Regions from separate parts of the Sus scrofa genome. Here all the other regions are linked to region 4. The links are chromatin contacts, called in public Hi-C and promoter capture Hi-C maps. All regions are on one chromosome and are shown on one strand. The core of a region is the stretch at or near the end of the contact, and the rest is flanking DNA. Distances in the headings are between cores, read along the strand shown.

Region 1 (7,714 bases), core at 4,957-7,456, 700 kb after region 4:
AAAAATGGCGGCCAACAATTAGTGCCGCATTTAATAAACCTGTTTAGATTCAGGTGTTCTCTTACCTGGATCAAATGCTACTTAGAAGAACAAATAGAGATTTCTTCCAGAAATCTCCATTTATGATTTTTGCAGAATGAGTTGTTTCACCCTGCCCCCTTTACCGCACGCTTAACCTCATCTTCTCCTTCCTGATAGAAAAAAAGATGACGTCAGATAGAATCACTAGACTTTTGAGTGATCCTCTTTTCTTAGAGATTTAGAATGGAAAGAAGTAGACAGCCTTTCATTCTTTGTGGTTGTTCTCCCCAAATTTCTTTGAATATTAAGATGTACTTCACCCCCCCTTTTTTCTGTCTTTTTGTCTTTTCCAGGGCCACACCCAAGACATATGGAGGTTCCCAGGCCAGGGGTCCAATCAGAGCTGTAGCCTCTGGCCTACACCACAGCCCCAGCAATGCCAGATCTGAGCCGAGTCTGTGACCTGCACCACAGCTCACAGCAACCCCGGATCTTTAACCCACCAAACAAGGCCGGAGATCGAACCCACAACATCATGGTTCCTGGTCGGATTCTTTAACCACTGAGCCACGACAGGAACTCCCAACTTCCACTTTTGAAGAGTGAAACTTTATTCTGTTTATTTTGCTGCACAAGAAAAGATAGCATGAGTTATGGAGACTTCATCATTGAGTGAAACTGGAATCTTAGGCATGAGCAGAAAACAGCCTGGAAAAGAAGGTCAGGGAACTTCTAAATTACAGAAAATTAGGAACGTGAAAAGTAATTAAAGACCTATCTTGATCAATGGCCACACCTTGTCTACCAGACCACCAAGTGGAGACAGAAATTTATGATGTGAGGAGGTATAAAAGTTGACAGATCATGCTATGCATCCTGAAAGAGCTAAAGACTCATTTAAAATATTTCCTCAAACAAGTATGTTGTATCATCACAGACCCTGAAGATGGAAAGCATTTAAAGACCTCTTTCATGGCCACACACACCAGCTCACCAGAAATGACACACAATTTTGTCAGGACTCATTTTGAAAGAATGCAATGATCTCAGTGAATATTCTGTCTCAGACATCCCTTTACTTAAACACAGCATCAGGGATTTTTAATAGTCCTGTGTTTCAATATATGACTCTATTTAATCATGAGGTTTTAACTACTAAGAGAAAATTTCTCCCTATTCTACAGTGTGATTACCAGAATTCTAGGATTCAAGGTTCTGGAATTAATATGAAGGGTTTCTTATTTGTGCTAAAGATATGAAGTGCTAATCTGAATTATAAATATATTGCTGCCTTATTGATTAAAACTATACTTTTTCAAAGGAATATTTTCCCTGTGGTCTCTTCCATAGTAAAATCTATGGTATAAATTTGTAAACTAATATTTAAGTAGATTAATTAAAACCATCTAAAATCACAATACTCACTGTGAATTGTTCATTTCCCACCTAAGAAAAGCAAAGTTCCAAACACTAAAATGCTAAAAGCCAAACCAAACAAACAAACCAAAAAATACACCACAAAACAAGCCCCCCACCCCCCACGTAAAAAAGCCATTGCTAGCCCTTAGTTAGAAAACTTTAAACACATTTTTCAAATTTCTAAGTGAAAAGTGAAAAACAGCAAGCTTACAATGGTAATAAATTCAACCAAGTAGGAGGAATTTGAGAAGTAATAGCAATGGAGTATAAATTACATGCAAGCACACAGACATTGCCATACAGATGTAAATAATCTTGCTTCAAATGGACCATAAAGTTTAAATTACTTTCCACACCGACAATATAAGGCCAGGAAACAACAACAACAACAAACCCCACAGCTAACCTTGGTTAAAATAATAACGTGACCCTCTAAAGAAAAACACAAAAGAAGTGTAGTTGATAACTTAATTGTTACCCTGGGTTTTCATAAATATGTCACTTCCACCATTAAGAATATCATTTTGCTTCTGTTTTCCCAGAACTCAGAAACAGGAAAGTAAAAGTCAACTCCTGGCCATTCACCTACATGTCTCCCAAATTGTCATTTGTATGATATAAGATTAAAATAAGACTTTCACTACGAAGATATTAAAATATCAGTGTGTAGCACCCAATGAGGACCTCACTATTATTTTGAATTTTGATCAAAATATGTGATCAAATCTTTTCACACCTATAGAACTTTCACAGCATTTGGTACTCATTTCCATAAAATAGTAAACAATTATATTAAAATATTTTGTAAAAATTACAAAGGCAATATATAATAATATGAGGAAAATAGAAAATGTAATAGAGAGGAGAGAAAAGCATGCAACATATAACTTTGTTTCTTATATCAATTTGCCTGTGTGTGGATTATCTCCTTATACACACACATACTCAAAAATATGAAACAAAGTTATTCCTATTGTATTGCAATGAGATGTTTAACTCAACATTATAACATGGATAATTTTTCATGCCATTTAAGATAGTTTTTAGATAATGATTTTTATGTTCGGAAATACTTCAGTTCATGAGTTGATACTGTCTTCAAAAAATCCTTCTATAAATCTATGTTGTTTTCAAATTTTAGCTATTATATACTTTATTGTAGTTATCCTTGAGCTGATGTCTTAGTGGACATCCCTATTTAGGATTAAGTCCTAAGGGAGAAATTTCTAGATTCAAGAATCTTGTCCTCCAGAAATCTTTCATCTCTTTGTGGCACCACACATATGGTATCTCTCACAGCACTAATTAATGCAGATCTCAAAAGTGAAAATTCTAACAAATTATTTTAATTCACATTCCTTTAACCTGCAAAATTGTATCTACACTGGTAAATGTACTGACCACTTTTCTATCAAGGTGCTAGTCATCTTATTGATTGTAAAATCATTTCATTTATGAAGGATGTTGTCTTTCGATGAGTCACATATTTGGAATAGTATACTCGGGTTTTTATTTTCCTTAAGTTTACTTACAGCAATCTTTCTAATGCAAAACTTTTTTTTTTCCGATGTAATGATATTTATCAATCATTTTTCCTTTGGTATCTTGTTTACAAAGCACTTCCCCTTGCAGTCATTGTAACTGAACGATTTACTGAAGGCTTACACATTAATGGAATGAAAATAATTATTCATTCATTTCTTCTTTTTCTTCTCTTCATTTAAATTTTAATACATAGGGATTTATTTTGGTAAATAATGTAAAGGAGGGGTCTAACTTTATTTTTCAGCCAATGATAGCTGTTTATTCAATAGGATTTACTCAATAATTTAATCTTTCTCACCTGATTTGAAATGCCAGTTTTTCATGTGTATTTTAATAGCAACATGAAAAGCAATCAAGTATCACATAAAATTCTTCTGTCTGTAGAAGCTATTATTGTTAATTTCATGTTTTAAAAATGTAAGTACATGCTTGTTACTTCCATGAATTGTATGATCCCTAGGGAAATTCCATGATATCAATTAGAAAGTTCAACTTTCTTTTGTAAACTTAAAGTGGTATCCTCAACTCTCATATAAAATAATGCTGACTAGTATTTTTGCTATAAAAATTATAACTAGAATGAGTGGCATAAACTTTCTCCTAGTCATTCCAATGGGACTCTACCCAGTGAAAATATTGTACATTTATGTTGCATATCAGGGTATTAAAAAAGCCATAGTGCGAATAATAACAGCTTGAATGCAATTTAGAGACCTTATTTTATGTGTGTGAAAATCCTGAAATACTTTATCTCAGATGAAGAATTAGCGTTCCTGTCAGGAAAAAATTTAAATTAAGACTTCTTGGTTTACAACTTGGCAAAATTGCATCTGAAATCCATTTTTTGAAGCTCTATAAATCAAAGGAGCTTAGCAGAGCAACAATTTCGTTGTTGTAGTTGTATGTGAAAATATTTAGATCTGGACTGGCAGTGTTTCCCAATAGTGCCAAGTAAAAGCAATCACCTAGATATTAAATTCTGGGGGAAAAAAAATCAAGGAATATAAATGCAGGGGGAAAAAAGAACCCAACTTACTATTTTTCTGTAAGGGTATGAATGCTAAAAATAAGTGATGGGCAGAATCTCTAGAACATGCTCAACTACTCTTTTTTAAAAATATAAATATTAAGACAGTGAAAACCTCTTTTTAATGAAACGTCTACCCAGGAGTACCAGCTTTCGTAACAATTATTAACAATTTGGTTGAAGAAGAAAATATTTAGACTTTTCCTTGTAGCACCTTTCTTTGCTAGAGAGTAAACTATCAAGGTTTCTTTGGGGGCGGGGGATGGAGATGGGTTTCGGTTTGTTTACTTGGATAAGAACTGTCTCTAGATAGAAGCCTGGTTACATCTCTTGCTTCTGCCCATGTCCTTTTGAAGAATAAAACAAGAATAGGCACACACTTTGGGTAGATGATTACAAGATAACTTTCACATCTGTTTTATCAGAAATGGAAAAACAAAGCTTTCATTTTCCCATTCCCTATTGTATGAAAAGCAGGTTCTGTCATATCAAATTAGAACCACATTAATTGGTAATAAAGTCAAATCAAATCTCTTGGTATAAGAATTCATGGAATGTATTTTCTTGGAAGGAAGCAGCCTAAGAGGTAAAAAGCAAAAGTGAACCTGCCCACCTGTGTTTCCACCCCAGCTTTGCCCCTTAGAATCTGTGTGATGCAGGGAAGCTCTTTAATCTCCCTGGGCCTCAGTTTCCACATCTGTAAAGGGAGAATAAAAAATAAATAAATAAATAGGAGTGCTTATTTGATAAGGGTGTTGTGAGACTTGAAAGGAAGATATAAAAGCCCTTGGAACTGTGCCTGGCACTCCCTAGGTGCTAGGAAATGTAGAATCATTATATTTTAAAACTGTGAGTTCCAGGGCTTTTACTGTCAGCTTTTTTTAGTCCTTTGTAGTTTGGAAATTGACAGCAACACTGTAACCAGACTTCTTTGTTTGATTGGAACAGAAAATAAAAGGGGTGTAAGAAAATGGCAGGAAAATGAGGAGCCAAGGCTCTGATTTTACGGCACTGACTGAGGGCCCTCCTGCCCCATTTTGGTGCAGTTTTAGGCTAACCCAAGCCAGCAAGTCATCTTGCCTTTGGATCACTGAAATCAAGTCCTAACTATGACTTTATGGGTAGTGTAAAAAGGAAAAGTTTTATTTTTTTTTTCCCTTTCTTAAAATAATGCCAAGGAAAAAAAAAATATGTATAAGCAACCAGGCCATACTTTATTCTTATTTAACCAAAAGATTAGCACAGCGGGTTGTTGGTTTTCTTCTACTTTTTTTTTTTTTTTTTAGATTTTCCATTAAGCAAATTCTTTTAAAACAAATTTGAACTTTTCCCATCCCCGTGATTCCCACGGACAGTTGGCAAAGAATCTTGCAAAACTGGGATTTTTTCCAGGCATGAGTAACTTGTTAAAAAGGCACTATTTCCTTAATACTAACAGTAAATAGAGTTCACATCCACATAAATCCTCCATGGTCCATTGGGGAAAGTTTTATATGTATGTGTGCTTGTGTGTGTGTATGTGTATGGAATATTTTTTTTTTTTATTCATAAAACATTTGGCTCTCAGCATGTCTGTTTATATTCCACTTCTTAAAAATAAATACACACGTTTATGCCAGTTGAGTTTAAAAGGTATCCTTTTTCCAGTTGCCTGCTGTGTGCCAATGATTTTATGATGGATGGGTTCACGATACCTGGCTAGAATTCTTGAAGAATATTTCTCTTCTATTTATTCTAATTTACAAAAAGAAAAGGATAGAACTTAATCACCATGTAATTAAAATACATGTTTTCATGGAATTTAATTTTATTGGGAAAGCTCAAATAAATGTTTTCAAAACTTACAGGAAAAATTAAATGTTTAATTTTAAATTCAAATAGCAAAGTCGGTTTTCCTTTGTGCATTGAAATAGCATGACTGTGATAATCTGAGTATAAATTACCTCTTATTTATCAATGACAAATAATTATAGGACTTTTCCCATATATAAGATTATTTGAAGGATGTGTATGTTAAAGCTCTCGCCTATTAAGATTCGTTTTGTTGATGTATTTCATGGCGCTGGCAGCAATGGAGACTTGACAAAGCCACACAGTGACACAGCAATGGACCACAGACCAAGCCGTATGAAGGGCATGTCTCCTCCCTCTTCTTTCACAATGATGTGGCTATACTGGATTGTCTCTGATTCTCTTTATCTGGGTGACAAACTCCTCCTGTCTGTACACTGCCGGACTGGGTATATTTTGATAATAGGCAACCCCATGAGATATCTTGCATTTCCTGCTTCCGGTCAGATGTTCCACAAGAATAACTTTTCTACATATGTTTTTGCATTTTTGATCACAATCCCAGCTGGAATCAGGAAGTTTGGATGCAGCATGGAAATGGAAAATAATTGAAAGTCGCAGCGGCACTTTGTTGACTTTCAAAAATATTCAATTTTCTGGCCTTCCCCTAGGAAAAAAATTATATCTTCTATTATCTACTTAAACGTATGCTATCACCTCTGTTCTTTATTCAAGATACATTTTTATTGAAAAAGAATCAGAGCGTGTTTGTAAGGGACTAGAAGATTTCCCGAGGTCAGACAGTCATTCACTGGGAGATACAGGGTTAGAAATTTTAAAAATGTTAATTGAGGGCTTAATTGAAACAATGTCTATCATTGTCACTAGCTTTGGTTAATTCTTATGCCAATAAAAAACATACTCATCATAGAACTTTTCTAATGAATGTTTTTAAATAACTTAAATAGAAGAATAAGTTAACAAATAAATAAAAATCATCTCAAAAGATTTAAAGATGAATTCTGAACATAGTTTTGCTAAGTCATTTAAAAAAAATAGTCCTCTGAGCTTCATTTGGGGTATCTGCCAAATCGTACCATAACTTTGCACAGGATGTCTATTAAATAGAATTAATTTAAAATGTCTATCAAGTATTTAGAAGTGTCTGGCCCCTAAAATGGGCTAAAAATGTGAACCCCTCTGTTAATCCTCTTGCCTTTTTCTGACTTCCCCTCAGAATGTGGGCCCAACAATCCTTAATAAGATGGGATTTTCAGAGGCCCTGCATCCTTGGATAATGACCCCCACCTAGGCTGGAAGCAATTCTGTTGGCCAGTAAGATTTGGACTGAAACAGAAATAGGCAAAATTCTAGTTTTCCTGTTCATTGGTACCACCATTATTTATATTATTAACATTTTATTAAGTTTAGAGAAAGCGCTTAGTAAAATAATCCATATATTTATTCCTAAAATCCTAAAACATCTTCAGCTAGAGACCCTGCCCAATTTGTAATTCAGGCAGCTGAGCCAACATAATGAAGCCAGCCTGAGCCTTCTCTCTTTCGGAGTCTTTCCGGGGTTCCATTTGAAGCTCTAGAAAGAATTTATTTTATTTATTGTTTTGCCTTTTTAGGGCTGCACCCACAGCATATGGAAGTTCTCAGGCTAAGGGTCGAATGGGAGCTATAGCTGCCGGCCTATGCCGCAGCCAAAACAATACCAGATCTGAGCCGTGTCTGCAGCCTACACCACAGCTCACAGCAACGCCAAATCCTTAACCCACTTACTGAGGCCAGGGATAAAACCTGGGTGCTCAAGGATACTAGTCAAATTCATTTCCGCTGAACCATGACGGGAACTCCACAAAGAGTTTATTTTTATTATATTGTTATTTATATTCTATTTTGCTT
Region 2 (7,026 bases), core at 1,655-4,154, 550 kb after region 4:
TATGGATCAGAAAACAGAGTCATACATGGTTAAACAGTAGCATAAAATATGTCATTTTTCCTTTATTTATTACTTTTATTATTCACTTTTATAGAAATAAAAAAGGCTAGCAAATGATGAATCTATGGTTTTAATTCAGTTCTAGGTCTAAAATGTGTGTTAGCTTGACCATTGTACTTTCCTGCCTCTTGTTGGATGGTTCAAAAATGAATCATGGGGAAAGAATTGAAACCCAGAAGAAGAAAAACTTATGTTTAGGGTTGCTCTCAGGACCTTACTGGGACTCAAGTTAGAAATCAACAAACCTGAGTCATAAATTCAAGAAAGCATTGATCATACACATACTATTTGAGTTGCTTTTGTTTTTAAGTACATTTTGGCATATATTTTTCTTGTTAATCTCCACATATCTCAGTGATGCAGGAGCCAGAGGAAGATAGCGAAAATTTATAGCAAGTAAAAGTTGGCAAATGGAAGTTAAAATATACAGTACTCATTATCACTAATTTTAAAATGTATAAAATGTCATTGGTATTTTCTTTATTTCATGTGCTGCTTTTATGATTCTCTTTTACAGGACATAAAAATATTTTAAAGGCTTTCGGTTATAGGTTCATTTGCAACCTCTGTCCCTTAAATCTATTTCCTTTTTCCTCACGAGTTATTAATTTCTCCATTAGGACAGATCCTCCACAGGCACTGGGATCAGTTGTGTGGAGACCATCTGGAGTAGCAGTACTGATCCACACCCCTGGAAGACCCCTGCCGCAGAGACTGCCATTGACGAGAGCCAGGGACACCACTGCGGTGCTGCTCACACCGTAGGCCTCCTTGGCTCTGCCTCCCCACCCTCACTTCATCAGCTATGAATCACACAGGATGGAAAAGAGGAGAGAAGGCAGACAGAAGGCAGGGCTGGCCTCCTTTGGGAAAACCACAGAATCAAAACATCCCAGAATGTATTGCGGGGAAAGGAATGGGAAAACTTTAAGAAATCTTTCGTTTGTCCTTTTTCCTTGTCATATGCAGCCAGATTCGTCTTCTCCCATTAGGAAAGTTGCTGATTGTGGCCTCTAGAGAAGTTTGGGAATGGAGCACAGGCAACCAGGAGAGCACTAAACAATGGATGAGTCTCTCTATGGAAGAGGTGTGGCCCAGGGAACACAAACTCCATTTACTCATATTCGAGTAGGTAAAAGTGCAGTTTTAGCAACATGGTGATGGGTCCAATATAATTTCCGGGGGTCAAGATGAAGTGCCCTCTAAATGTTCTATTATCTCATTGGCCTCCTGCACCACAATTACTATGATTACATGTCTGCAGATGGTGATTTTGGTCTGAACCAACATTATCAATAAATATAGATGCTTCACATACACTGTATTTTAATCTGACTTACATCAGAAAGGGAGAAAACCACTCCTGAAAAGCCAGTGCTTGGAAAATCCCTGGTAAAAATTTTTCCACGAAAAGATGTGAGCATGGCTCAGGTTTGTCAGAAAGGAGCAACTGACAAAAACACTTCTCTATTATTCAGCAAGCCTTAAAAGATTTGCTTACCGTTTTTGTCGGTTGTAAGAGCCAATTTGTAAAAATTCCTCTAGGAAAAAGAATCTTACCTGATGAAGACCCTCCTGATGGCTTCTCAGAAGTTCGAAAGCCGTATTTCACATAATGCTGGGATCTTGAGTCTGGTGAAGGAAGCAGGAGAAGGTAGGGAAGACAGAAACCTTGACTCTAAAATAAAGAGGTGATTCTTAGGTCAGCAGCATGTGCTCTTGGCCGTGTGTGGGTAGGAAAGGTACAGATTTAGTGAAGATGAAATACTAGAAACAACACTAGGCAGAGTTCCCATTACTTAGAGGGAAGGGATGACAAGAAAACTATTGAGTTTGCAACCCCATTGTACTTTTAGATCTGAAGGAGCCAGACAGATACCTGTTACATTAATCGTATGGACCAGAATTTTTCTTCTACCAGCACTAAAAACATAATGAACATAATGGTCAGATGGTAACTATTCATGTTTTTATTTAAGAAAGGGGTGTGTGAGTGTGCATTTTATGTGCTAACACTAGGAAGGAAGAGGTAAGGGTGGGGAGAAGTTTTAATTTTGGGGTGATGTTGCGGTCACAGATATTTGTGCAACGTATGTAATAGAATATATGGCCTACATCTGTTATAAACTGGTGGAGATATTTTCTAGCTGCCTCTGATCAGTTGTTACTGATTTGCTGGTGATGTAAAGCTAAGAAATAGCCTCATTGTTTAAAAACTTACTACAAAAGAAGGATCATTCATGGTAAAGATGAGAGGCAGAGACAAAATAACTCCTCTGTAATGCAGATTTGTTAATAGTCATTCACCGATTTTCAGTAAAATACTCTTCACATAACCTTGACTTTATTAAGGAGTCCTTAAGGTGCATTTGGAAGACAGATAATGAGTTTGGGGAATAGCCTTATCTACATCAAGCTAATCTTTAACAGCTTGGAAAGGAACTAGCATAAAGTTTTCCAATTTGAGTGACAGAAGCATGTTAAGATGAAACCATTTAAAATGTCCTTTTAATATGAAGACTTTACGGTACATGACAATGTTTTTATAAGCATGCTTCATGGAGCACTGGGAGCATAAAATAAATAAGAAATACATAAAAAAAGACGGAGCTTTAATACTGTTCTTGAGGGTCAAATGAATTGCTAGTTAAGGGAATAAAGAATTCGACTGTCCGAGGCCTCTGAGTGGCACTTTGTATCTGGGTTAATAAAAGCAAGTCAGATGTCCCCGGGGGGGAAAAAGTGTTTCTTTCACATTGGCTGTCTCCTTTAAAGGGAGGGACAATCTGAAGGGAGGGATTTTGAGTGGCATGTCATTGTCGACACTGCACATGCCACATTGTCAGGACTTCTATGGAGAGAAATCGGCAGGAACCTTTCTGACCCTTGGCTAGTGCAGGGCTCTGTGTGTGGGGGTGTGCATAAGAGAGCTGAGAGCCAAAAGCAAGAGGGATGAAAAGAAAACTAATTGAGAAGTATCTTTCTAATGAGACAGCTCATATTTACCCATGTGTAGACTCCCAAGTTCAGATTTTTTTCTCCTTTAGTGAAAATGTGAGTTCCCTTCTTTAGCATAAGAGTAGCCATGTCAGGAGAAGCGGATTTCTCTCCAGCTTCTATGCACCAGTTACATCACAATCCAAGCTGAAATAGGCTACAGTTTTCAAAGCTTTAAACATATTCATTAGCAAAGCTTTTCATTCACATGCGTTCTGATAACTGGATTGTAAGTCTTTTAGTTTGTTTGTTGATTGGTTTCCTTCTGCTTTTCCCCCACTTGCCTCTACATCTTAGGATCATACCTTTCCTCTGTGTGAATCCTTTTAAATTGAGAATTTCACCCAAAATATCTTCAACCCAAAGGTCATGGCACAGTTTCAAACCAGGAAATTTCAGCAGTTTGAGAATTCTCTTTCCCCAGCAACAAGGCACTCCTAAGACTTGTCCAAAAGGTTTAAATACTTTCTTGCTCTTTCAGTGTTTATCCAATATTTTTCCTAACTCTGGCATAAAATCATTTCTTTGTCTCAATAAAATGCAAGTGGATAATTGGTGGGCATTACTGAAAGCTGAAAACGAGCCATTACAGATTGCTCTGCAGTTCCTAAGGTGTGAATGGAACAGTGAGAAAAGCAGAAAGCAGTTGTCTTTCTCTCCTCAGAAAATTCAGTCCTGGGGTAAGAAAGCTGGGATTTAGTGATCTGATTTTTTTTTTTTTCCCCTTTAAGAAGCAAGTGATAATTCATCTGCAAACACACCTTTCTTTGCTCTGTTGTCAATAGAAAAGTTGTTTTGCTAATGGTTATCTGTCTACAAGTCCTTGACCTGCTTGTAAACACATTTCTACAGGAAAGCCCTGGGCCATGGCCTCAGGACTTTGCGTCAACAACAAGAGATAAAGTGACCACAACTTAACCTGATGTGGCCTGGAGTGCCCTCTGCTGCCCCTTAACCAAGAGCTTCCCTAATCTCTCTGCAGAAGGAGCAGTCCGCTCAGAGGGCTGGCCCTTTACATGGCTTGACCTGACCTGCTACATGGTTCCTGCCCCATCATATTTTTAGTAATTTTATATATCCCTGTCAGGAGCCATTTTAAACCATATTCCATTAATTGAGGCAGAAAGGAGTTCTATGGGCTGATAAAAGTTAGTTAGATATGCATCTCTATAATTCTGAAAAAAAAAAAATGGTACAAATGGTACAAAATGGTACAAAAATGAAAAAAGAAGGTCCTATTTGTTGATGGGTGTCACATTCATGCAGTGTAGGGCCACCTTCTCCCCAGCACATGTGAATGAAGTGGAGACAGCTTTTAAATACTCCAAACATTTAAATCAATATGTTTGTGTGTGGGGTAAGTTATGTTTGGCTGCAGGCACAAGACTTGCTACCTGGGTATCTATTCCTCTCTGTACCCACTCTTTGCAGTGAATCTCAGGATAACAGATCCCTTCCCAGAGCCTCCTCAGTCTTCTCCTTTCCTACTCTTTTCCTGTCTGTCTTACTTTCTCTTCTTTCAAGCCATACACACTCCAACCTTTTTCAAGTGAACTCTATACAGTAAAACCTAGTTTAGGAGCTTCCTTTTTTTTCTTTTTTGGTCTTTTTAGAGCCCTACCTGCAGCATGTGGAGGTTCCCAGGCCAGGGGTCAAATCAGAGCTGGAGCTGCTGGCCTACACCACAGTCACAGCAACGCTGGATCTTTAACCCACTGAGGGAGGCCAGGGATTGAACCTGCATCCTCCTGAATACTAGTCAGATTCGTTTCCACTGAGCCACAGTGGGAACTCCTGGCTTAGGTGTTTCAGAGATGTTCGGTTTCTAGTGGATTCTCAGCTGGTCCCATCTGCCAGCAGAGTCTGTTTGTTCAGTGTCTCTCTAGAACCACCATTTTTTTTCCCCCTTCACATTTAGAATTTTCTTAGGATGGGACCTTCCTTCTCTACTACCCTTTTCAAGTGTGACTTTCCTAACCTATCATCCTTGCCTAAGAAGTCTTTCTTACCTCTGATTTTGCCTCAGATTTGGTTTGTTCAAAGTTATGTGAAACCACTGACAAGCACCTATTGATGAGTGCTTTTAGAAGTAATAAAAGAAAAATGATGCCTAGATCATGACCTTGAGGAGCGTGAAAATCTAACTAATGAATGGTGTGCTCAATAAAGAATTTGCACATCAAAGTAGTTTAAAAGTATTCATTCTGTGCAATTGTGATGTTGTTTTTAAAATGACATGGATAAAGTCAATGATTCAGTATAGTAATTTAACTATGAATTATCTATTGTGGTTTTATGTTGATGTTTCATGTTTCAAGCACATTTCTCAAAATTATAGCATGAGCAAAATCTTTCAGTTGATTTTCGGTGGCTAAGGTTCTCTCAAATGTGAATTGTTCGGAATTTCAAAATGACCTTAAATAAGAATTTTGCTTCATATGGAGTATAGCTTTTACTCTTTGTATGTTCCTACACTTATGTAGTCATTGCTTGAAGTATAAGTACTATAAGAAGGAAGGCCAAAAGAGGGATGTTTTGCATTTGTTACCTTGAGTCACTAGAATACTGATTCTTTAAGTATCAGTTTTTCACATTTTTGATATAGACCTTTGATACTATAATTTGTATCTTTCCCTTGTGAGTGGGATATGATTTTACCATATCCCATTTTACCATTTTAGCTTTTTTATGAAATATAGCTAGAAATTGTGCAAACTGTACAAAAGACGTGCAGCTCAATGATTTATCATGAAATAAACAGCCATATAATCCCCAACATGTCACAAAATAGAACATGATCAGCATCTCAATTGCTACTTCTTATAGCTCGTCCTGAAAGTAATCATCATCCTCTCACTTATGCAACTACCTTCTCCTTTCTTTATGCCTCCTAAGCTTGCATCAAAACACTGGTTCATTTTTTTTTTCACTTTATGTAAATGCAATCAAATATTTCTCTTCTGTATCTGGTTTCTTTTGATCATTATTATCTTTGTGCAACTTGTTCTTGTGTGTATGTAGCTCTAGTTTGTTAATGTTTATTGCTGAGCAGTGTTTCATTGTATTAATATACCACAATGTACTTACCATAAATACATATTTAAGTGGCTTCCAGATACTCTATATGCATCCATTATAATGTTGATAACGTTTTTCTCTTGCTTTTGATTAAGGTTGTGAACACAAGGATTACTTTACATATTAAACCTACTTTGAACCAGCACAAATTAGTTATCATGGAGTATCATGTTATATCTTACTGTATTTCATTTTCTATAATTTTATCATTGCAGTAATTAAATGAAACTTTAGTCTCTTATAATCATGTTTTTATAATGAGGTTATACTCTCCCCAAGAAAAGATTTCATGACTAAGTTTCTCTTTTACTCCTTAGTGATGGAATTGGCACAATTTTTTCCCTGAAGTTTTGATGGAATTCAATAGTGAAGGCATTTGAACTCTGGCCTGCTTTTCTTTCTTCCTTTCTTCTGCTCTCCCTTCCTTCCTTTTTTCCTTTTCCTTTCCCTTGCCCTTCCCTTCCTTACTTTTTTTCCTTTTTTTTTTTTTTTTGGTACAATGGCATTCAATTATGGATTTACTTTTTTCTATTTCTTCTTGTGTCAGTTTTGCTATTTTAAGGAATCTATTCACTTTAGTTAAATTTTAAAAAATATTAAAGTTGTTTATAATATTTGTGGTGTTCTTAATATGTACAGCCTCTGAAGTGATGTTGGTCTTTTTCTAACATTAATTATTTTTATTTAAATTATCTTTCTCATTTTAATTGGTCTTACTGTAGGTTATTTATTTATTTATTTTAGTGTATCCACATGTCTGACTCTAACTTTGTTGGTCATTTTATATTAGTTTTATATTATCCAATAATTTTGAATATTATTTCCATTCTTTTCTTTCTTTGGGCTTAATTGGCCAATATCATCTTCTAATTTTTTTAGATGCATGTCTAA
Region 3 (7,803 bases), core at 1,145-3,644, 840 kb after region 4:
CTGTGCTCATATCACTGTGATTCTTATGTTTGAAAAAATTCTATAATCATAATATTTAGCAAAATTAGATACAAATTTTCTTTAAAATATTTTAAAAAGATTGGTAAAAACTGAGTATTTTTAAATATACATATATATTTTTTTCAGAATATTGTTAAAAGCAAAATGGTCTTTGCATTGCATTGGATAAGCATTGAATAGTTAAGGCATCTGCCTCACCTGCTCAAGCATTGCTCAATGTATATGAAGTGTATGCAAGTATATGGAAGAATTCAGTAGTATGCAGAGAAAGTACAGGAAATATTCAAATTGAAGACTAGGATAAGGGAACCAACAAGAGAGAAAAGAAAATATCTCTAAACTTATTTTTTTTTTTTCTAAACTTAAATGTAAGTAGTCACACTGTATGTTTGAATGACTACTTATCTAGGATCTTATCTCAGAGTCAAAGGTATAAAGTCACTTAAATCTTTATCTGTTGTCAATAGTATGGCTCAGAAACATTCAACTGACACAATTAAGTGTCTTGATTTCTTTATTTTAATAAGGCCTTACCATGTTGAGGGACATTCATAGGAGCATAAATGTAAGGTTTTTTTAAAAAAACCTTACATTTAAAAATTTAAACCTGGAGGATATTATTTGGACTATTTCCTTGAAACTAAGTTTGCTAAAACTGAATGTACACTTGGCTTTCCAATATTTTTGTTGTCCTTTTGTTCTAAAGCAATGAACCATGCAATCATAGTCACCAGTGGTTAAGAGGAAAGAAAGACATGTTTCTGGGTACTCACTTGCAATAGACTTAAAGAAACAAAATATGGTCTATAGGTATTCATATAAAACCTCTAAGATATATATATGTGAGTAAAAATCATAATTATGTTTCTAGGGTTTTGCACTTTATTACTGATGGTAAATTTCAATAAAAAGTGACCATTATAATCATGGGGCTCTACATGGACACCTAGGAACCAAATCTCCCAAGAAATCAGGGAAGGGATAAAATAGAACTTCACTATTTCCCTTTCTGTTGTTTTCTTCCTTTGCTATTTTCTATCATTCAGCATGTTTGGTACACAATCTCCCGTTCAAAATGCTTAGGGTAAAGTGTGTTTTATAATTCAGAATTCTTAGGATTTTGAAAAGTAATATGACACATATATCCATACATTACCCACCATCATCAGTGGGTATGACTACTCACTCCAAATGGGGATAAAAACTACGTATACTCTACATCAGCCTGAATCACATTTTGCTACATGTGAATTGAGGTCAATATGGAATGGTGGCCATAGAGGTCCCCCAACACGCACACATACAAGCACACATAAATAAATGCTGATTTTTCTGGAGACTCAGATTAAGGAATCACAAAGAAGGGATTGTTTGCAGATCTGTAGAAACCAACCCTGAGCATTCTGTTAATTTAAATACAATTTAAATTTACTTTTGGACATGTTTTAAAAAGTTTTCATTTTTTTAGAGCATTTTTAGGTTCACAGCAACATTGAATGGAATTTACAGAGATTTTCCACATAAGCCTAGCCTTTCTTATTATCAAAATCCCCACCAGAGTGGAATATTTGTCACAACTGATGAGCCTACATTGGCACTTCATAATGATCCAAAATTTCTGGCTTACATTAGGGTTCACACAGGTATGCCTTGTTGTTTGCATTTGTCCTTTTGCATTTTTATAGAACATATCCACTCTTGTTAGTACCTTAAAAAAATTACAAGCTGCCATTTGGTAGATGATCAATCAAATATACTTTATTCATTGAGAAACTGATATTGTGATACAGTTAAAGATTCAATACAATCAATATTACTTTTAGAAACTGATATTGCATTTTAGAAATATGCTATTGTTACTTCATTCTTGTACAGAAATTTACCTTGTTCACTTCTGTCTACTACCAAAACTATTTTCAAAAGTGTTCAGACCTTAAAAACATAGTCTATATTTGCCTACAGAAAACTATTTTTATTAAATAAAGACATGGTTTTAAAAGTAAGATTGCTATCTAAAAGGGCTTGGAAAAGGCTTCTTATGGTAGCTCATTTCTTTATATTTTTACTGCATACATGAAATCAGTCTCAGAAGCCGGTTGCAATGGACAACACAATCCAGAATTATAGCTTAAAGATGCTTGGATGATATTAGAAATCATCTTAATTCTGAAAGCAAAATAAGTATGAAAGCAACCCAAGTCAAGTACTGTGCAAGGTGAGCGAGGCAGGCGTGCAGGTAAAGGACACTCAGAGACCTTCTCCAGATAGACAGGGGGAGAATCAGGCAATTGTTTTTATGGCTAAGGCTTGATTGAGACCTATTTTAAACCTTGTCTTTTCTGCGTTGGCCTTCTCTTAAAGGAAGACAAATGCCCTTGAAAAGGCGTCTTAAAAGTATGATTCACGGACTTGGGAAGAATTACAGGATGCAGACGGCCTAGAGTGGTGCCTCCCCCCAGAGGAGTTCACATTTCCTTCCTCTTAATCTGAGTGAACCATTAAAAAGTTAGTCAGTTCCCTAGAGGCCCTTCCCAAGGAATCTTCTAAAAGGAAATACCCTGCACTGGAAAGGTAATTTACCTAGACAGGATTTAAAAATCGTGGTTCCCATTTAGAGATAACCAGTGACTTCACATGGGCTGGTGTATCAGGTCTTTTAGGAATTCTCCCTGAAGTTAGTTAACAAATCAGAGGTAGGCAGAACAACAACATGGGCACACACAAGCACTCACACACACACAACTACTCCTGTATGCTTTATTTCTTCTTATAAGCAATTAAATTCCTCATATGAGAGTTTCACAGCTGTTGGAATATCAAACTGTAAATATGCAATAAATTGAGTATTTCTGAAAATAGGCTCATGTTCAAGCCACAAATGTATTGTTTTCTATTCTGAGAATGCTTTTAATTACTTTATCTAGTGGGAAAACTCTTTTCTTAGGGATAGGCATGTGGGAGGAGAGCAAAATCTGTGCTCTGGACCTTAGGGAGTGCTGTGGTAATTTCGTGTCCGAGGTCTTTGGGAAGCTGGATTTAAGCGCTGATTCCCTTTTATGGCAAAATAACTTATGAACTTGCCTTTTGAGAGTCCAGTGGAACATGGGGCATGGCTACAGAAAGCGGCAGCTGTGAATATTTGTAAAGCAGCTCAGTTTCCCATCTGTGGCAGTTCTTTCTCCCCTGCCCCCTTCTCCAAGGCGTGTCTTACCCAGGTTTCAAGTAAATGATAGAATAGGAAAGAATGAATGAGAACTTTGGATGGTAGCAATTCCTAGCAATAAATGAATTTCTTTCCTAAGGTTTTGTAGGCAATGGATTAGAAGTTGAGCACTGCCTGACATTTATTAGGGATTTTTGCATTTCCTTGGTCCAGAATCCCATTAGAAGGAATTTTACTGATGGCTGTGAGAACTCTGTCATAGCTCTTTTGCTCAAATAGTATCAGGATTCAACATTTACACACTCAGCTGATTATTTAAAAGTTCTCTCAGCAGAAAATGGAGAGAAATTAAAACACTGGAGTTTGTCCATTTAAGGATGACTCTTCATACTGAAATAGACAAACCTGGGAGACAGAACTGGGCAAAGGAGGAACGCATGTTCCCATCTTTTACTTATATTTTCTGAAACCAGAAGGACAAGATTCAGCAATGTTAGTGGGTTTAAAAAACAACCAGAAGAATCCTGTTTCCTCCAGGAACTTAATGTTTCTTAGCTATGGGGCAGAGCTCTGATATTACACTTTATTAGGAACTAAAGTCAAGCCAGAAAGATGTGGTGGGAATATCTGGATCTGCATATCTTTAATAAATACAAACTCTTTAGCATAGCAAATCATGGGAAAAAGTATGATTCTATTTATCAGGGAGTCAAATTTAAATGATCCAATTATAGGGCAAAATTAGGAGAGACATTTTAAAGCTATCCTCTCAGTGTCATTAAAAATAGTAAAACTGTTTACTTTTGGTAAACCACTTGTCCCATTATTTCTACTGCAATGGACTTAGAAAAAGAGCTAAGAAAAATTCCCCTCCTTTATTTTTTTCTTTTCATAAAACTCAATCCACAGGCCTGTATATTATATTCACATTTTTTTCTTGTGTGCTTCCTTTTGTATTTTTTGGCTGCACTGGTGGAATTTTCTATGATAAGAGGACCACCAGTCCAGTGTGCATGGTGTGGGGTTGGCCCAGTTGAGTAGGCCCCACTGGGCCTTCAAGGAAGAGGGCCAGGAATTCACAGGGCTTGATAATTGCCAGGGCTTTTTCTGCTTTTAAGTGAACTATACTCTTCCTGGTAAATCAACGCCTGGACATTGGAGATTTAACACCATCTCAGTGAACTGAGCAGAAACTCTGAAGAAGCAGCCCCAGAAAAACCTACATGACCCATTCCAAGCTCATTTAAAATTGAAAAGGTCATTGTATGAGCTACTATTAGGACCTTGAACATTGTTTAAACCAACTTCCAACATGAAGTATGTAAATTTAAATAAAAGTGTCTTCATTCATAAAGTACAAATATTTTGTGTTCAAAGCTTTTCATTTTGCATTCCTAACTCATCTACCCTCCATATCTATTGTCTTTAATTTAAAAAAAAATAAAAATGAAGATATCAAGATTCTTCATGTTCTGACTAATGTATTTGCTATCTGTAATCCAATCTAATTTGGTAAATATTTATAGATCACATAGGCCATTAAGTCAGTAATGGCCTGACTTGATGATATGAGGATAAAAGAGATGATATGGAGTTTGGCCAAATGGTATTTATGGTAAGCAACCAATTTTCTATTTCTATCTTGATATGGTTGTCAGTATTTCCTTCTTAACTGGTTGGATTCATGACTGAGACTGATTTTCTCTCTCTCCTTGTGTCTTCACCCTTTGATATGTAATTTTGTCATGTGACTAAAGGAGAAGAATATATTGACCTGTCCCTTGACTTAGATGCCCTATGTGGTCAAACGAATAAGGTGGCCATGATAGTATGCCTTAACAGGCTTTCAACATTTCTGCTTTCATTCTTGTGCTTCTGCTGTGCCCTTGAGGAACACATGTCTGGTTCCAAGAGGAAAATGAAGAACATGGAAAAGGCAGTCATCCCAAATGAATCACCCCAGCCAAGCTCAGAGTTAATCAGCAAAGCTCCAGCTGACTTACAGTTGCACAAGCAATAACAAACAGCGCCTTTTAAACAACTGTATTATTGTACAGCAACAGTTATCTAATACAGTAAGACTCATTCATTCATTCACTTATTTATCCTCCAACATTCTTTCAGTTGGATGTCTAATAAAGACCCAAGTTCTGTGGCAACAGCCTTATATACAAAGTTGGAACTTCCAGAGGAAAGAGATAAATGGAGCAGTAAATAAAATGGATTTGCAGAGTTCCCATCGTGGCTCAGTGGTTAATGAATCCGACTAGGAGCCATGAGGTTGAGGGTTCGATCCCTGGCCTTGCTCAGTGGGTTGGGGATCCGGCGTTGCCTTGAGCTGTGGTGCAGGTCGAAGATGTGGCTCGGATGCAGCATTGCTGTGTATCTGGCATAGGCCATCGGCTACAGCTCGGATTAGACCCCTGGCCTGGGAATCTCCATATGCCGTAGGTGCGGTCCTAGAAAAGGCACACACACACACAAAAGACAAAAAAATGAAATGGATTTGCAAAGTGGTCAGATGCATGTAAACTTGGCGCTATGATGACTGCCATAGGGTGCTACAGAAGGCAGTATGGAAGAGGAGAGATAAACCTAGAAAAAATTTAAAGAGTAAGTAGGGATTAGGAAGGCCCTAAATTTGGATTTTGAAGGGGAAAAGGATGGGAAGACATTCTCTGCTAAGAAAGCATGAATTTGCAAATATCCTATTGTTGGAAAAAAGCTGGTGCTTTGAGGGCAGGGCAAGGAATCTGACAGAATCAGGAACCATATCTCGAATTTTCTTAAACTTCACGTGGTTCTTAACATGACAATCACAGGTATAGCTCAAGAATGGCTTGGTGATGTTACAGGTCACTGTCTTGAGGAGAAACTAGAGAAAATGTTTAAGGAAAGTCACCTTCGAATTGCCCAGCTCTCTATCTAAATTTGGACCTAACTTCTAAAGAATGTCAAACTCAGGCAGGAAGCCTTTTGATTATTTTGGTGTTTTTCTCTTCACTTCCTGCTTTAATCTTACAGCACAGGGACCAAACTATTCTCAGGGGAACTACTTCCTTGGTATTTTTGGCATGTCTTTTACCAGGAAACTGGTGGAAGTGTCAGGGGTACCTTTTTCAAGAGATTTCCACTTTAGCCAAGGGGGGTTGCATCCACTTCCTAACCATTCAAGGCTTTAACCTTTTGTGGTTTACTCATGTTCACTATCATGAAGCTTTGTTGAGAAAAAGTCAGGAAGTCCTTAAAGGCTCCACAACTATGTTTTCTTAACTGCCAAGTTATAACTCTGCTAGTTACATGAAACAGGTTTTTTTTGTTTTGTTTTTTGTTGTTGTTGTTTTGGGTTTTTTTAGTAGAGATATCTTGAAAATTAGTATGTTCCAATTGGAAAGAAACTCGGAAGTCATTGGGCCCACTCCTCTCTTTTTACCAAGTTGGATGGGCTGTTGTTCTGGGAGTAAAATTTTTAAAAAAGACAAGTTCAAGGTCTCATTAATTCAGGACCAATACAAAACTGGAGCTCCTGGCCCCCAAGCTAGCATGCTTTAGAACTACAACCTTATACAACTCATATTATCTAGAACACCCAACCTGATCCACAAATAAAACTTATATGTAGAAACATAATGTTCCAGGGTCTTAAAATAAGAAAGAATAAGTCAAAGAGAAAATGGAACCCATGATTCCAAAAAGAACTGAAGGATTGGGTTTCACAGGTAAGATGATTATTTTTACAATGGCAGATATCTATTAGCAAACTTGGGATGGAGGTGTTTGAAGTGTGGAAATGGACAGGAAAAGGAGAAGGAGGAAAGAAGACACTACATCTTTAAATTGAATTGAATGTTCTGTGACTTTAAATGAAAGCTCTTCTGTTGTTGGGCAAATAAATTTAAACCACTTAACATGGCAGAGAAGGTCAGGCAAGCTTATTATAGTGATCATAGCGTTACAGCTATTGCGATTGACCGCTGCTCTCTGGAATCACCAATAATCAGAGACCGCAAGCTGTGTTTGCAGAGAAAGGTCATCATTCATTTTTTTCAAAGCATTAATATCTTTTGTTTGTTTGGCTCAACATGAAACAGGAATCGATAGAGGTAATTCACAGAGCAATTAGCCCCTCATCTGTCAAACGGCATCTGGGTGTATTTAACAAAAAGACCTTTGGAAAGGTTTAAAAAGGAAGAAAGTGCCTATACCATCAACGATTTATATTTTCTACATGACATGTTGTGTATGTATCTGTGAAAAGGGGGGCCCTGGGACTAAGAAAATATACATAAAGCCTGCTATAAATCTACACTTGAATGTTATGATGTCTCAGTGTAGAGATAGACCAAAAAAAGCTCAGATTACATTCTTGCCTGGTTCCCATGAAGAAGGCAAGTGGCATTTGGGGTTTTGTATCATGGACACACATAGCTCTGGTACATAGATTTCACAGAAATGAAGATGTCAAGGAAAAACTTGTTTTGAGTAGTGAAACACATAAGAGAGAAACAAATGCTCTCTTTTAGCATCAGACACTATGCCTTTCATGCTGTGTTAGACTGCTCCTGAGATGGGCCACAGCTAGGCTGTGTGACCCACTGCAAGGAGACAGCTCCCCCCAG
Region 4 (7,653 bases), core at 4,638-7,137:
AGGGCGCGGGAGGGCGCCCCGGATGGCTCGGGGGCTGGTTGGTTGAGGTTGGTTAGTTTTTCCTTTTTTGTTTCTGCTTTTGCAAAGTTTTGTCGATTGCTTGTCTGGCCCGGTGTATTTGTTTTGTTTGTTTCCCTCGGCTCAGCTTTGTTGCTTTCGGGGGCTTTCCGCCGGGAGGGGAGGGGATGGGGCCGGGGGAGAGCAAGTGGGAGCAGAAAGTGGAGAGAGAGGGAGGGGAGGGAGAGCTGCAAGTCGATTGTCTGGCTTCAAGACAGAAGTTGGAGGCAAAAAAAAAAAAAAAAAAAAAAAAATCTCTCCAAAGATCTCCCTCGCTCTCACTCTCTCCCTCCCTCTCTCGTTCACTCTCTCGCTCTCAGAGCTGGTGTGCAGCCGAGGAGTTGGAGTAGGAGGAGGAAGAGGAGGAAGAGGAGGAGGAGAGGCGACTGTCCGGGGGCCAAGTCCAGGGCAGCCCACAGTCAGCCATTCAGGAAAGCCATCGAAATCAGGAGGACTAGGAGAGCAGAGGCGCCGGTCACGGGCGCGCCCAGAGAGCCGGGCAGGCCGGGGCGGAGGCCGGCGGCCCGCGGAGTGGCCGGAGCGCTGCCCGGGTCCGGGGGAATCAGCATGAAAGTGGTCCGCGTCGGGCGCTGCGCGGCGTCGTCCTGGCGCTGGGCCGCTGCCGCCGCCTGCCCCAGGCGCCCGGCGCGCGCCTCGCTCGCTCCGGCCGCCGCCGCCCGCTTTCGCCGGATAGAGGCCGCTCGCCGCTCCCTGCGGGCCGCTTGGGCCGCCGCCGCTGCTGGAGCCGCCGCCGCCGCCGAAACCGCCGGGTCGGGCCCGGAGCCGCCGCGTCTAGCGCCGCCGCCGCCGCTGAAGCCGCTGCTGCCGCCGCCGGAGCCGCTGCTGCTGCTGCTGCCGCCGCCGCCTCACACACATAGGGAAAGAGTCAACTCGCCGGCGGCGGGGGAGAAATGATAAAAGAGAGAGAGGAGGGCAGATCACCACCTAGAAGCACATCCTTCGTGCGCAGAGGGGGGAGAAAAAGACGGAGAGAAAGAATGAAAGAGGGGAAAAAAAGGCAGCACGGCACCGGGAGAAAGAAGGCAACTCGGGGAGAGGAGGAGGAGGAGAAGAAAACACACACGCGCGCACGCACACACACACCGCGGAGAGAAAAGAACAGAGAATCAAAGTGATCAAATATGCTAAAAAGGGGGGCGCGGGAGGGAATGCGATTTATAGGCGCCGGGGCTGGCAGAAGTGGCTTCTCCGCGATCAGCTCACTGAGCTCTCTATATAGTGAACTTTGACACGACTGCTGCAACTTAGCGCACGTTGCCATGGCGACGGCGCGCCTTATAAGGCAGCAGCCGGGGTTGGCCTGGCCAGGCGCGCGCGCGCCGCCCCCTCGCCGTCATTGGCCGGAGCGCGGCGGCCCCGCCATGGCGGCCGCGGGCTCAGCCTGGTCCTAGCGCGAGCGGTGTCGCGGCCGTGGCGCGGAGCGCGAGGGGGGCGAAGGGGGGGCGACGAAGGGGCAGCCGTGCCGCCGCCGCCGCCAAGCGGGGGATGGGCCCACGCTGGGCCCCGGGCGCACGGCCACCGCTCTCTCCGCACCCGGCACCCGAGGTTTCCGCCCCAGCGGGGAGAGGAGCGCGGGGCGCGCACACAAAACGCCTCTTAAAGGCTCCGCAAGAGGCTTTGGATGGAATTGAGGACTTCGCGTCTCTCAACTTGGCAATGCCACGAAATCGACCGCTCGCGCACCACCCGGGACTCCCGGCGCATCTTTGTGCCCACAGTGCCAGAGAAAGAGAAAAGTTCCCCGGTTTCTTTGCAGAGGGTTAGTGGGCGGGGATGGGAAGGTGCCTCGAACCCAGCTTACAAGGCATTTTCCAAACGAAAGATTTGGTCAAATCCGGGTGATGGTAGATCCTTCCCTTAATCAACTGTGATCACTTGCTTGGTTTGGTGGCTATTTATTTTTCTTTTTTAGAGAAAAAGAGCCGTTCGGTGGCTCTTTTCCTTGTAGGGTTAACATTTCACAGGTAAGTGGCCTGACAATTTAATTGCTCAAATAAAGGATCTCGGATGCTGAGAAGCACAAATAGACTTCATCTCATTGTCGTGACACAATTAAAATCAGTTTGCCTTAACTTTATCCTCTCTCGTTAGCTTTAGCTAACTTGCAAGCCAGCATTCTCTCACCACCAGTAGTAAAGACCTTTTAGCCCGCTGCAGAGGCAGCCTCCCAGCATCTCCAGTACATACCCTCTGTACACACATGTAAGCGCACATGTATCAGATGCACATTTGTCAATGTACACAGACAAAGACTTCAACGATTATGCTTCTAGGTCATAGAACAGTTGAGTACGACTTCATTGCTCCTCAAGTTCCTTTTAGGCATTCATACAGTCATTAAAACACACCCAGAGATTCTGCCCCAAATTGGGAATAACACCAAGTTTAGCTCACAGGAACCAGGAACCGTGCACAAGCCATATTCTACCTCAAGGGATTTACTGCAATGAGAACAACTTCATTGACTGTGCCATTCTGTTCAGTGTGCTAAAATCATCAAGCTGGTTGTGCCTCTGACTTCCAGAGCACTTGGTTTTAAACATCAAACTTATAGAATTCTCCCCATCCCCCAGAACACACTATATTCCAATGCAGTAACCTTTCTGTGCTACTGTGACCAGTTAGTGGATTACGATTTTTCAACATTTCTAGTACAAAAATTGTGACTCCATCATACACTCTTTGCATCAAGAAAAAAACTATAGACTGGTAAGCCAACAGGTTTATGAACAATTAATATATTTTACACAAAACACACACTGAACTTCAGGAAACATGAACACATGTAAAGGGTAAATTAATTACCACAGGAAAGCATCCTTGATAGTTTTAAAAATCGACGAGTTGAAGGATTAAAAATAAATCATACATATAATTGACATGTGTAGATTGTACTTTGCATTCAATACCTTTTACACACATAGGCAGAATATAAGGTAGGAGCTAAGAGAAGTGTAGGCAGATAGGAGCTAGTTTTTAGGGAAGGAAAGATCCTCCTTATGCGTCATTCTTGAAACCTTTTTAGCCCTCACCCTTTCTTCGCTGAAATCACCTATTTCACCAAAGCTGCATGTGCTGGGATGATTTGAAAGTTTTTTTTTTTAAACACCTATAATGGATAGACACTAAACTATCATGGACCTGGTATTGTAATGAGATTGCCACAGAGCAAATTTGCCAGGCAGCAAATTTCAGGTTGATTAGAGACACAATATAACTTTCTCCTAAAGAGGAAGAGAAAGATGGAAAAGAAATCATTTCAGAGAAGGGTTTTTTTCCCCCTTTTCTTTTCAATCTCTATAATTTGAGGAATTGCCTAATGATACGAATGTTAGATGAGGGGCAAACTCAGGAGAGATGTGGTAGGGCTGGGGTTGAGATAGGAAATCTAATGGGTATCCTCATCTCAATTTCATAGAAGATAAGAATAATTGACTATAGGGAAATCCTAAACTTGCTGCTTGAGTGCAGACACTTTCATGGCAAAATCATCTTTTACAAACATGGAGTTGGGAAATTTGGAGGAGGAAGAGCTTCCTTGGTCCACTTAGAGATTTTTTTGGTATTTGAAGTACGCTCTGATGGCCTCAGATTTAAAGTGAAGGATTTCCCAACCATCTCCTACAGATCTGGAGCTGATAGGCACAAACTACAGGGCTGCCATGAAGTCAGAGGTGTTTTACTCAGTGTTTTAGGACTCATTCAGTTATGGCGGAACAATTAAAAAGCCAAAAAACAAAACAAAGATAACCATCTCATTTGTAGTTAATTTTACTGTATACAAGAAGAAAAAAGAAAGGTAAACTATTTGAAAATGTCTTCTTAAGAAATGCTCATTTCTCTTGAATAAAACAGCTCTAAGGCTAAAAGATAAATATCAATATGTTCTTATAGTTTAGAAAAAATCCAGCCCCGTCTTTTATAGCAGATGTAAATTTATTTTAATGAGAAGAATGGCAAGCTTTAATTTGGCTGGAGAAAGTTGGAAAAACATTTGCCTTACTGTGGGGGAAAAAAAAAACCCACCCAGGAATATGATTTTCTTGCAGAAAGTGGCCTGATGGCTGTAATTCTCCACAAATTAAATCACAATATGAATGCATACCCCAGAAAATGGTGAGTTTAACTCTGAACTCAGTAGAAACCAGTTCTGTCCACCAGGATTCATTGAATCCCTCCTTCCCCTCAATCTAGTCCGTGTGTGTTTTTCTCTTCCACCACACTGGAGCTCCGTGAATAGGGAAAGGGGCTTCCATTGTGTCTCTCTGAACTTCCAAGTCAATGCAATTTTTAACCACTGGCTTGTGGTACTTTGAAAATCACCAGGGGCTGTCAGAGTTGGGTCCTCTGAAAAATTTACAGTGCTAAATCAGAGCATATGCTGGGAGGGAAAAAATTGCTTAAGATTGGAGCAAGTACAGTATCTGTCTGCCCCCTAGTGTAAGAGTCCTCGCTGCCTAAAATTCAACTTTAAAAGAAAAGAGCTCTTAAAGGGAAACGACTTTGGGCTCACGTAGGCATAGCAGAATGAAACTTCTGTACATTTTAATCTGAATAATTCTTCAGGATTTAAAATTAATTGGCCCTGGCTTGGTTGGACCGGACTCGGATCTCGCCACCTCTGCGTTTCCCGAGTCACTTGGCGGAGAGGTGATGATTTTTTTTTTTTTTTTTTCCTGAACTGGGTTTATGTGCGTCCCCCTCACCCCCTCCTCTCTTTTTTTCTTTCTCTGTCTCTGTCGTCTCTCTCGCTGGCTTTTTAAAAATGAGGAACCGTTCCTTGAACGTTCTGGACAGAGCACAGAATTGCTTAAGTCAGCCCGAAGCGGTTGTAATAGACAGCAAAAAGGTACACGTTTGCCTGAAATCCGCACGCCAGCTCCACCACCCCGCCCGATGGTGAGTACCCTTCTCGTTGCGATTCTCCTCCTAGCTTAACCGAGCGCTCGCCTCCCCCGAGCCGCGGCCGAGGGCGCCGGGCAGAGCTTTTCTCTCTCCCTGCCTGGCTGGATGTCAGTTGCACAAGGTTGCAAAATGCAGCGCAGAGGCAAATCGAACAGTAAATTCTGACACTTAGTGCGAGCCTAGCAGCTCCTTTGATAGAAAACCGAGTCGTCTATTGCTTGGAAAAACACGCTTATAGGACTGTTTTTTAGTTTGCTCTATCGAAGGAAATGAGTTTGAGGAGACAGGACGAGGAGATGGGAGGCACGGCGGTCTTTACGCTTCGGTTTAATCATATTTTGGCAGCTTTGCAATTGTATTTTTCCCCTCTTCCCCCCTCCACCACTCTCCTACCACACACATGTAATAAAATATGGCAATGCATTGAATTGACTGTCCCCCCCTTCCCCGAACCCCTTAAACCACAATGCTAGGCATTTCATACATGTTAGCAATCCGATTTTTTGAAAAACCCCAAGTCATCCCCAACCCCACACAGCACAAGGAGAAAAGTGAGAAAGGAGAGAGAGAGAGAAAAAAAATACTGTAAGTAAACATACCAAAACCATATTTGCCTTGTTCAAGGTCCCAAACCGCTTGCATCTTCCTTCTAAACTGGAATAACTCTCCTTTAGTTTGGCGGGTGAAATAAACGCTTTGTTGGCCCCCTGAAAAGATGTGTCTTTGATAATTAAAGAGAATCTCCTCCTCGGTGTTTATCTAAGCGATTGTGCAAACTGATAAAAAGTAGGCACTAGCCTGCAGGGAAAAAGAGGAAAGGTGAAGGGAGAGATCTTCCACCTCAAGGAAGTGCTTCCCCATGTATTAGGCGCTCTCAGCCTTGGAAAGCCCAGCACAGTAACTTTAGAGAGACGAGGTTTCAGGGAGCTTTGTACATAGCTGCTGAGGAATGCAAGCCTCGCCTTTAAGAAAAAAAACCCCAAACCGTAGGTAGGAGATGTCTGGAGTGATCCTTGTCTCTCATCTCATTCCTTAGAAGGAAGAGTGCGTTGTTACACCTTGTTTGGGGCTGGAAAGACGAGACTTTAAAAACACCCGTCCAATTGAAAAAAATCTCCCAACTTAATGAGTTTAGTCGGAGGCTGGAGCAAACCGCTCAGCCTCAGCAGAAAACCGCCAACAACTATAGGCGATATTGCAGAGCAAAGACGACCCAAGGCACAGCCAAATTCCACTGTTTGGGGTCGAGAGGGATGGAGGCTAATCCTAAAGCAAGTTGGAAAAAAACAGAGGTGGGAGAGGAGGGGGGGGAACAGCAGCCTAACAGACTGGCAGGCAGGCTCCCCTCACCCTGGATCAAAGATAGAACTTGAAACAGGAGGGCAACATTTTTCCTAGGAACCCATTGGAATCCTCATTTTCTACTTTTAACTCAGGTACCCCCTCACCACCAAATGATTTTTCCCTCTCCCCTACAGATTCATGCCCCCCCTTTCCCAGTCCCTCTTCTAGAACTTTCCTGAAGAGGAAACCTATTTCTTTTTGGGGGGAGGGGTTCCCCATTCCATGTCTTCAGATAATGAATGCTTACTTTATCCTCTCTCTTCATCCACCTCCCAAAATGAAGAATGGAAGCAGGAATACAGTAACTAGCAAAAATTGAGAATAAACTATTCTGCCCCTCGCAGTTTAATACAGTTTTAACTAATGGATTTTTTTTGTTTTGTTTTGTTTTAAGAGAAGAATAATGGGGAAACACGGATCTTTTATTTTAGGAAACTGTTATGGTAAGATGTATGTCAGACTTGACAAATGGAACTAACGCTCCTCGGCTGCTTCTTGTCCTTGTCTTAAACAGGAATTAAGTTAAACACAGTGCTGAATGTTAATTACATGTTTACTGGCTAATGAAAATTACAAATGGTTTTGCCACCTCAAACAATGATGAAAACTCTGAAGACACTGTAATTATATACTTTGAGGGAAATAACTCAGAATATTGATCATAAGAAGTGTAAATCTTTTTTAACTATTCATTAATACCATAAATATGGGCTACAGAAGTTTTTCCTTGCGGTTTGTCTCATCAGTTACACTGAGTGGATGGATGGTGAGGCTCCTCTGGGGAGGTGATGAACTCATTCTCTTATAGAAGGAGGCCACTTGTGTAACTGGGGGTGCCCCCTCCCTTTCGCCCCCGCCCCTTTTAACCCCAGCAGAAGGTCGAGGGATGGCTGAACAGGGGGGCCAGGCTCAGGGCAGGTGAAGGTGAGCACAGCCCAGCCTCTCCCCTCCCCTTCCTGGCCCTCCTCTCTTCTCCTCTCCCTCCCTCTCCTGCCGGGTCTGATCGATGACCGCCTTCCCCAGCCAGGGTGCCCATCGGATAACCTGGCGTTCAGGTTCCTAATGGAGGACAAGGCACTACAACCCAGCAATGCAGCCCTGACAACCCAAGTCCCCTCCTTTAGAGTGGCTAGGGCAGTTCATTGCAAAAGAAGAAAAAAAAAAAAAAAAAAAAAAGGAAAGTTAAGGGTGCAGGTGTTATTGGGTAAGGTGCCTCAGACAGCTGAACCAGAATTGATTTCCCTGGCTTTGGGAGTAGAGAAATATTTTTCTGTTTTGTTTTGTTTTAACTTTGGCCTGCGTTGTAGTTCTGCACTCTGCAGTGTA

Evidence for each region. Promoter capture Hi-C pulls out the DNA fragments that hold promoters and counts their contacts. Hi-C and Micro-C count contacts between places; a contact is called where the count stands out from the background.
Region 1: a Hi-C map of subcutaneous adipose tissue shows a contact between it and region 4, with 1.6 times the contacts expected there. The contact joins the enhancer-like site here to the promoter of NR2F2 in region 4. A contact is called at or near these places in 1 of 5 promoter capture datasets (liver), 4 of 47 Hi-C or Micro-C datasets (embryonic fibroblasts, liver, retroperitoneal adipose tissue and 1 more) and 1 of 2 datasets of contacts at active chromatin or transcription factors (skeletal muscle).
Region 2: a promoter capture Hi-C map of liver shows a contact between it and region 4, with 11 times the contacts expected there. The contact joins the enhancer-like site here to the promoter of NR2F2 in region 4. A contact is called at or near these places in 1 of 5 promoter capture datasets (liver), 6 of 47 Hi-C or Micro-C datasets (embryonic fibroblasts, fetal liver, fetal skeletal muscle and 1 more) and 1 of 2 datasets of contacts at active chromatin or transcription factors (skeletal muscle).
Region 3: a Hi-C map of subcutaneous adipose tissue shows a contact between it and region 4, with 1.5 times the contacts expected there. The contact joins the enhancer-like site here to the promoter of NR2F2 in region 4. A contact is called at or near these places in 3 of 47 Hi-C or Micro-C datasets (embryonic fibroblasts, liver and subcutaneous adipose tissue) and 1 of 2 datasets of contacts at active chromatin or transcription factors (skeletal muscle).

What each region holds. Positions count from the first base shown.
Region 1 is chr7:83,780,280-83,787,993 of Sscrofa11.1, forward strand. No RefSeq gene overlaps it. Among named protein-coding and RNA genes, the nearest start is that of NR2F2, 690 kb to the left of the region's middle. Within about 2 kb of position 6,207, at least 7 of the 83 cell types and tissues checked have an H3K27ac peak or open chromatin away from gene starts, as enhancers often do. A contact at or near this core is called in liver and subcutaneous adipose tissue, where this site is marked.
Region 2 is chr7:83,633,512-83,640,537 of Sscrofa11.1, forward strand. No RefSeq gene overlaps it. Among named protein-coding and RNA genes, the nearest start is that of NR2F2, 550 kb to the left of the region's middle. Within about 2 kb of position 2,905, at least 3 of the 83 cell types and tissues checked have an H3K27ac peak or open chromatin away from gene starts, as enhancers often do. A contact at or near this core is called in fetal liver and liver, where this site is marked.
Region 3 is chr7:83,930,152-83,937,954 of Sscrofa11.1, forward strand. All of the region lies in intron 3 of LOC110261614 (a long non-coding RNA gene), which reads left to right. Among named protein-coding and RNA genes, the nearest start is that of NR2F2, 840 kb to the left of the region's middle. Within about 2 kb of position 2,395, at least 9 of the 83 cell types and tissues checked have an H3K27ac peak or open chromatin away from gene starts, as enhancers often do. A contact at or near this core is called in subcutaneous adipose tissue, where this site is marked.
Region 4 is chr7:83,084,363-83,092,015 of Sscrofa11.1, forward strand. NR2F2 (nuclear receptor subfamily 2 group F member 2) reads right to left here and starts at 5,888. Exons shown (of 3, transcript NM_001190253.1): 1 at 5,583-5,888. The coding sequence starts at 5,625. It overlaps LOC102160410 (atherin-like), which reads left to right. Exons shown (of 4, transcript XM_021099351.1): 1 at 1-4,977. The coding sequence ends at 972.